Regions from separate parts of the Mus musculus genome. Here region 1 is linked to region 2. The links are chromatin contacts, called in public HiChIP or PLAC-seq maps. All regions are on one chromosome and are shown on one strand. Each heading gives the region's core, a stretch centred on a gene start, on an enhancer-like site or on the middle of the called end of the contact. The rest is flanking DNA. Distances are from core to core; before and after follow the strand shown.

The links. HiChIP or PLAC-seq counts read pairs in DNA pulled down with a chosen protein or histone mark.
Region 1: a contact with region 2 is called in an H3K27ac HiChIP or PLAC-seq map of microglia, with 5 times the contacts expected there. The contact joins the promoter of Kcne3 here to the enhancer-like site in region 2. A contact is called at or near these places in 2 of 115 datasets of contacts at active chromatin or transcription factors (bone marrow-derived macrophages and microglia) and 1 of 9 other capture datasets (adipose tissue).

Annotation. Positions count from the first base shown.
Region 1 is chr7:100,176,078-100,180,398 of GRCm38.p6, reverse strand. Kcne3 (potassium voltage-gated channel, Isk-related subfamily, gene 3) reads right to left here and starts at 1,716. Exons shown (of 4, transcript NM_001360467.1): 1 at 1,633-1,716. It overlaps Gm51453 (a long non-coding RNA gene), which reads left to right and starts at 1,708. Exons shown (of 3, transcript XR_003946660.1): 1 at 1,708-2,078; 2 at 2,168-2,599; 3 at 2,746-3,015. It overlaps Gm34821 (predicted gene, 34821), which reads left to right and starts at 3,729. Exons shown (of 4, transcript NR_169134.1): 1 at 3,729-3,831.
Region 2 is chr7:99,958,258-99,962,132 of GRCm38.p6, reverse strand. All of the region lies in intron 1 of Rnf169 (ring finger protein 169), which reads left to right. Among named protein-coding and RNA genes, the nearest start is that of Rnf169, 20 kb to the left of the region's middle. Within about 2 kb of position 1,357, at least 26 of the 459 cell types and tissues checked have an H3K27ac peak or open chromatin away from gene starts, as enhancers often do. A contact at or near this core is called in adipose tissue and microglia, where this site is marked.

The DNA.
Region 1 (4,321 bases), core at 467-2,966, 220 kb before region 2:
AGGTGGCATGGGGCAAGAGAGGGAAATTCTGAGTCTCCTTTGGAAACCCAGACACTTCCCACATCTGATCTGAGCCCGTTTATCCAAAGGGCAAACATTCTTGGCCCCCAGAGAACGGTAAATGGTTTTGCAATGCTCTTCCCTGTGTACCTACCAAAGGTGTGGCCATCCACACCCACAGAAGGCACACAGATAGCCCAAGTCTCAGCCTGTGATCTCGCCTTTCAAGAGTACCTTTCATGATCCTAGTTCTGCCTATGTGACCTTGAATGCTTTTCCTCTGAACCATATCTGTAAGACGGAGGTAATTACCAGTGCCCAGCTCACCTCGTGAGAACTGGGGGAGACAATAGGCGGAGCAGGCATGAGAAAGTTACTGGGAACCCTGCTCACATTGTTCCCATAGCCATCCATGGCTCAGCTCACCTCTGAGAGCAGTCATCCCAAGTGCCTACCTTCTGCTGTGCCCTCTCACAGCCCACAGCCACCAAGGGTCGCCCACCTCCTTTGTGTCCCACCCTTTCTGATGAATCCTGCAGGTCCTTGCCATTTACAAGTGCCTTCCCTGCCCCTACTTGGCCAGTCTGTGTAGCCAAGCATAGGATGGAGGTTCTTGGTCTTGCCTGCCTCCCTCTTAGAAGGTACTTCAAGCTCCCCTGCGTTACAGATAGAAAACATGCCCTGAGGAATTTGAACTGAAGAAAGTTGCTAGTCGGTTTTCATCTTCCGGGAGTCAACAGACTTTAAAGGCAGTTTTTAATGCCTCCAGTTATCGCACCCCTCCATTTGCAATTTACAGAGTGGCTGGAGCCAGAGAGAATGAGTTTATTCGATATCTGTACGTGAAATAAGAGTCCTGGGCTAGGAGTGAGGAAACACTGGTTCTAATTCAATATGGTCCCTGGTGATAAGATTATCCTGGGTCCTCAGTTTCCTCCCATGCAAATTAATAAAGAGAAGGAGGCAGAGATTAGGACTTTGCTTCCCGGGGCTCTAACACACTGGCTGAGACACCTCCCAAACATTCCCCTTTGCCCTAATTGGATTACATGGGGGCAACTGGAGCAGGAGACCCATTTTACAGGAGGTGACCTAAGAAAGCATAAGGCACAAAGCCATGGTTGACCTGCATCAATTTACACTACCTGAAAACTAGAACCCAAGACTCCTGACTTTCAACCTAGAATTGCTACTAACAGCGGAAGATGCTTCAGCCCGTCCCGGGATTTCGGAGGATCTGATCGCCGAGGGCTGGTCACAGTGGAGTAGAATGGGTAGGGCAGTTCTGCAGAGCCCGCAGCTTTGGTAGAGCAAGACTGACTCCTGGAATGTTATTTCCGTGAGTGTCCCGCTGCAGACCTGTGAGTGTCCTCTTATCGGTAGGAGAGGAGGAGCCTTTGCTGCCTGGAGGAAAGCCTGGGAGAGCGCCTTCGGACCACACACGACTTTCCATGCGCAGCGAAACTCTCTAATCCCTATAGTTCCTGGGAATACCTGCTTTTCTCACTAAGGAAGATCCACTCTGTGTTTTAGCAGCACCCCACGTCGGGTCCCCCCTCTGAAGGAAAACACCGAAACCCTGCACGTCTTGCCCGGACTATGGATAGCTTTTCCAACCCTGTAGCGCCTTACCCGCCTCTACGATCTGTCTCCGGTGAACACTGCAATAATGCCCAGATGCGCTCAGTGCTCTCAGATCTCTGCACGCCTACTGGCTCTGGCTCCCTTTTCCTTCCCAGGGTGTCCCTCCTCTGGCCCCGCCCTGCCTTAGCACTCCAGCTTCAGCGTTGGCTGTCTTGGGGCGCCTCCGCCCAGCTCCTTAGCCTTAACCGGGTGCGGTTGCGGGGAACCACCTGCTTCCTGGATCCCAGACAGAATTTTTCTCGTCTGTGTCTCCTTTAAGTCTCAGCCAACCTAGCGAAAAGCTGATTTCCAAACACCCAGACCAAGCGCTAGGTTTTGGTGGAGTCGGGCTTGGTACCTGTGTAGCTGTGTGGCACTGGGCAGCTCCTCTCTGGGGCCTTGGTTTCCTGTCTATGGGTACCACCATTCCTGCACTCGCTCTTCACAGGGTTACGGTAAGATTAGAAGTGTTTTCAGAATCCAAAATACTAAAACCGGAATAGCCAAAGAAAACATCTGATTCTAAGACATACCCTGTTTTCAGTTTGCAGACGCCCAAATTGGGGAGGTGATTCTACACTCAGCAAGCAAGTCAGCGCAGAGCTCGGTCAGAGCTTGGTCTCAGAATCCACGTACTCTAGCAGGCATCTCCCCCCTCAGTAGTCTGTGTCACATGCCCGGTCTCAACTTGTATCCACTCACTTCTTAACTGGTGTCTGTCCCAGAACACTTGTTTTCCAGCCACTGGGTCCACATCCAAATTGTTTCTGATGATATTAAAAATTGTTTCTGTTGATATAGAAGAGACGCTGATAAGTGTCATTTTCCTGTTGATGACAGAAATAGGGATCTGCCTCTCAGGGACTCTGTAGCAACCACTTATCCAAGCTCTCTTCACTAGCGGAGGTCACACAACGAACACACTCAGATGAGCTCCCTCACAATTCTCGCAAAGATCTACTGCAGTATTTCCAAGGTGAGTAATTTCCATCACAGAATATTAGGATATGATTACCTAATACGTGCTTAGGGAAAAACAAGATTGCCACGTGGTGGGCTTTTTGTGCATAATTGCTAATCTCCTTCAGAACACATCCTTGTTGTGTTGTTTCTGTGTGGCAGGTTTCTATCCAGCCGTTCCTCCCTAAGCTGGACACCACCTCTGAGAGCCGTCATCCCGATTACCCCAGTATGCGCTGCTCCAGTCTGCACACCGAGGGCGGTGGGCTCCTCCTGGGAGGTTTGGATTCAAAAGACCCAGAGTGGGGCCCAGAAATCAGCATTCAGAGTTTTGCCTCTGTAGATGTCTGTGCACCGCTTACATGCCAGGTGCCCTCAAGGCCAGTCTTAAGCACCATTGGGAGACTGGGAATCTCGTTTCTCTTTTCTTTTTTTCTTTGTTTGTTTATGTGATTTTTGAGACAGGGTTTCTCTGTATAGCCCTGGCTGTTCTGAAACTCACTCTGTAGACCCAGCTAGCCTCAAACTCCCAGAGCTCTGCCTACCTCTGCCTGCTCAGCACTGGGATTAAAGATGTGCCCTGCCTCCCCCTGACAAAACTCCTAGGCACACAACAAACAAGAACAATGACAAAACTCAACAGGGGTAGAGTGATGGTTCAGCAGCTAAGAGCACCTGCTGCGTTTGCGGGGGACCCTGTTAGGTTTCCAGTACCCATCTAGGATCTCACAACCATCTGTGACTCCAGTTTTAGGGGATCTAATGCCCTCTCCTGACCTCCACTGGTAGCAGGCACACATGTGGGGTAATAGGCCATACAGCTGGGCAAAATAATCATAGACATTAAATAAAACAATTAAATCTGAAAAAAAATTAAAACTAGCCTTGTCAGGTGGTGGTGACCCACTCAGGAGGCAGAAGTAGGCAGATCTCTGAGTTCAAGACCAACCTGTTCTACAGAGGGAGTTCCAGGACAGGCAAGGCTATATAGAAAAACCTGAGAGAGAGAGAGAGAGAGAGAGAGAGACTTGCCTTGGTTCAGTCAAGGTCCTCCCTCTTTTCCTAGTTTGGGAAGAACTTTGCATTCTTGACATAGGGGAGCAACAACTGTCCCTGTCAGGAGTGCTCTGAGGACACAGACGATCTGTTCCAATAATGCTTTAGAATCAGAAACTCTGATTCATACCACCTTAGAGTTCTAGAATCATTCGGCACAGAACCTAAGCAAGAAGGACTTACAGCTCTCTGGTCAGTTCCCCTCCAGGCGAATCCTCTGTAGTTCACGTTGCCACAAGGCTGTCCAGCTTCACCAATGACATGGTGGAAGCTCATTGTCTCAAAAACAGGAAGTGGCCCCTGTTGTCAGGACATCTATCTTCACATCTCAACTGCCTCCTTCTGCCCTTCAGTCTCTGCTCCCACTGGGAACATGAACCATTAACCTAATCTTTCCTTTAGAGAGGGCAACTGACCAAGGAGCCATTGGAAAATGGTCTGGGTGGTCTCATATCCTCCAGCTGGGCTCTGGGTGGCTTCATGTCCCCCAGCTGGGCTCTGGGTGGCCTCATGTCCCCCAGCTGGGCTTTGCAGGCTTCCAATGAGGCTGGACAGAATGATGTGTGCACCAGGCAGTGGGGATGTGTGCAGTAAAGGCATTGCTCCTTTGAGAAGAAAGGGGGCAGAGTGTCCCTGAGGAACTAAGATGGGGAGTGTGAAGGGGAGGAGTGGAGATGGAGAC
Region 2 (3,875 bases), core at 108-2,607:
GAAGTCTGAGGCAGGAAGATCTTGAGGTTAGCTTGTGCTGCACAATGTGTGTGCACGTGTGCATGTGCATCTGTGTGTCTGTTGTCTGTGTCTGTCTGTCTGTACCCAATCACCACCCACACGCAATAGGAGCACTTACAGGACTCAGCAGATAGTTGAACTCATAGCTGTGATCTAGGACATTGAAATAATACTGAGCAAAATAAAAAAATAATACTGAGGAAACATTTTGTGGAACAAAGTCTGGAGGAAGTTAGGTTCAGGCTTCCAGAGTTTTCCCTGAGTGGAGGCATGCAAGATGTGTATTACTCCCCCAGCAAAGAAAGAAGAACACTGTGTACATGTTGTCACCAGAGAACCTTGCTGGAGACCTAGTGCCTAGAGTTGATCACATACCCTTTCTGCTGTGCGTGTGCCAAGACTTCATATTCATAGCAGATAAGCAGGTAGTTCTAGAATCAGTTAGGTGCAGTAAATCATTCTTACTGGTAAGTCAGGGAGGATAGGAGCCCTATCTTAAATCCTAGTTGAAGGGATCAGGCAAAGGCTAAGTTGATAGGCAATCCTTCATAATGACAGATCGCAGTGTGTGGTTTGTATGTATGTGATATTTAGTATATATTGTGAGCTCATTAACTGTTACATGTCTTTATTGTAAAGATTTTATTTTATATTTTTGAGATAGCATCCTACTGCATAGCCCAGGCTGAGCCTAGGCTATGTATCTGGGGTGGGTTGGAATTTACAAAGATCCTTCTCTTTCAGTTTCCTGAGTACTAGGGTTGCAGGTACATGCCGCACAGGAGGCCTATTGTAAGGATTGCTCATTGGCTGCTAACACTAATACTACTTGCAGTTATGGTATGCTTTCCTGTGAGGTAGATTAGTTTTTAAGAAAACATTATCCTTTGTGGGGATTCCCCACAGGCTTGCTTTCTAGCTGGCAGGGAAATGATCCAGGTGAGAGAAGACTGAAACTCAGTTCAGCCTGATTTGTACTGGGCCAAACTTGGAGAGTCTGACACCACTTGGTTGATTTTAGCCATATTTAATTAAGCACAGCATGATTTTGGAAACAGTTTTCTGATAACAACTCAGTCCCATGAGTTTAATAGAGCTTAAGACATGTTTACATTGATATTCTTTATAAAGTACGTCTGGCTTCTCTCACATAGATGAGTACTGTTGACTTAGATAGTGCCCGAGATTTAGGGTAAAGAGTGACAGAGGTAAACATAATGAACGCCTGTGGGCATCAGGATTGCCTGGCCCTAAGATAACTTAGAAGTCACTTAGGCCACTGTAAGGCACAAGTGACATCACTCAAATAAGGACAGAGTGTGTCTCAGCAAGGGATGTGGACAGAGTGTGTCTCAGCAGAGGAGGGATGTGGACAGAGTGTGTCTCAGCAGAGGAGGGATGTGGACAGAGTGTGTCTCAGCAGAGGAGGGATGTGGACAGAGTGTGTCTCAGCACAGGAGGGATGTGGACAGAGTGTGTCTCAGCACAGGAGGGATGTGGACAGAGTGTGTCTCAGCACAGGAGGGATGTGGACAGAGTGTGTCTCAGCACAGGAGGGATGTGGACAGAGTGTGTCTCAGCACAGGAGGGATGTGGACAGAGTGTGTCTCAGCAGAGGGATGTGGACAGAGTGTGTCTCAGCAGAGGGATGTGGACAGAGTAGAGTGTGTCTCAGCAGAGGAGGGATGTGGACAGTGTGTCTCAGCAGAGGGATGTGGATCACAGATGCACTGGCTAGTTTTCTGTCAGCTTTACACAGCTGGAGTTATCACAGAGAAAGGAGCTTCAGGTGAGGAAATGCCTCCATGAGATCCAACTGTAAGGCATTTTCTCAGTGATCAAGTGGGGAGGTCTCCTTGTGGGTGGTGCCATCCCTGGGCTGGTAGTCTTGGGTTCTATAAGAAAGCAAGCTGAGCAAGCCAGGGGAAGCAAACCAGTAAGGAACATTCCTCCATGGCCTCTGCATCAGCTCCTGCTTCCTGACCTGCTTGAGTTCCAGTCCTGTCTTCCTTTGGTGATGAACAGCGATGTAGAAGTGTAAGCTGAATAAACCCTTTCCTCCCCAACTTGCTTCTTGGTCATGATGTTTGTGCAGGAATAGAAACCTTAATTAAGACACATAGACCTGAGTGAGGTAACCCAATCACAAAGGAACTCACACAATATATACTCACTGATAAGTGGATATTAGCCCAGAAACTTAGGATACCCAAGATATAAGGTACAATTTGCTAAACGCATGAAACTCAAGAAGAACGAAGACCAAAGTGTGGACACTTTGCCCCTTCTTAGAATTGGGAACAAAACACCCATGGGAGGAGTTACAGAGACAAAGTTTGGAGCTGTGACGAAAGGATGGACCATCTAGAGACTGCCATATCCGGGGATCCATCCCATAATTGGCTTCCAAATGATGACACCATTGCACACACTAGCAAGATTTTGCTGAAAGGACCCAGATAGAGCTCTCTCTTGTGAGACTGTGCCGGGGCCTAGCAAACACAGAAGTGGATGCTCACAGTCAGCTATTGGATGGATCACAGGGCCCCCAATGGAGGAGCTAGAGAAAGTACCCAAGGAGCTAAAGGGATCTGCAACCCTATAGGTGGAACAACAATATGAACTAACCAGTACCCCGGAGCTCTTGACTCTAGCTGCATATGTATCAAAAGATGGCCTAGTCGGCCATCACTGGAAAGAGAGGCCCATTGGACTTGCAAACTTTATATGCCCCAGTACAGGGGAATCCCAGGGCCAAAAAGTGGGAGTGGGTGGGTAGGGGAGTGGGGGGGGGTATGGGGGACTTTTGGGATAGCATTGGAAATGTAAATGAGGAAAATAACCTAATTTAAAAAAAAGACACATAGAAAACAACCCATTATTCTAACCCAATACTCAGATGATTTATGTCAGTCCTAATGTTAGTCAATATACGATAACACCCTACTCTTGTCTTTTGATTTCAAAGTTAGAGGCATAGTAAGATATAGGCTAGATAATAATAATAATTGTGGTCTAATTGCCTGTGAGATAGGTTGGCCATTTTCTTGACTCGTATTTGATAGATGAGATGGGAACAAAGCAAAGCTTTGCCATTTCTAAATAATTTCATTTCATGGGCAGAACAAGTGTCTGAACCTGATATTATTATGTCTTTTACACGTCTTTAGGGCTGTGATGCCAGCTGTTTATCCTTGTATGAATTGTTTTAAGATTTATTTATTTATTTTATGTATATGAGTTCACTGTAGCTGTACAGGTGGTTGTGAGCCTTCATGTGGCTATTGGGAAGTGAATTTTTGTTGGACCTCGCTCTCTCCGGTCGGCTCTGCTCGCTCTGACTCAAAGATTTATTTATTATTATAAATAAGTACACTGTAGCCGTCTTCTGATGCACCAGAAGAGGGCATCAGATCTTATTATGGGTGGTTGTGAGCCACCATGTGGTTGCTGGGATTTGAACTCAGGACCTTCGGAAGAGCTGTCAGTGCTCTTACCTGCTGAACCATCTCACTAGCCCTGTATGAATTCTTAATGAATGTTTCAAAGCAAATTTAGCTTTTTTTTGTGCAAATGTACATATAAAAACAGCTAGATCTGTGTTTCTTACAAGTTTAACTTATAAATAAAAACAAATTATAATTTAAGGAGCATTATACCATTAATATAATATGCTATAATATAATTTTATGTTTAATAAATTGTGCTATATGCTGCTCTGTTTGAAATTATTTACAAATTGTTTTCACTCTCCTTATCCTCGTTTGATTCTTAAGTCTATAGTGAATGATATCATTAATTAGAATTATATTTGCTGTTATTCTGATTTTATAGACCAGGGAATTGAACCTTTC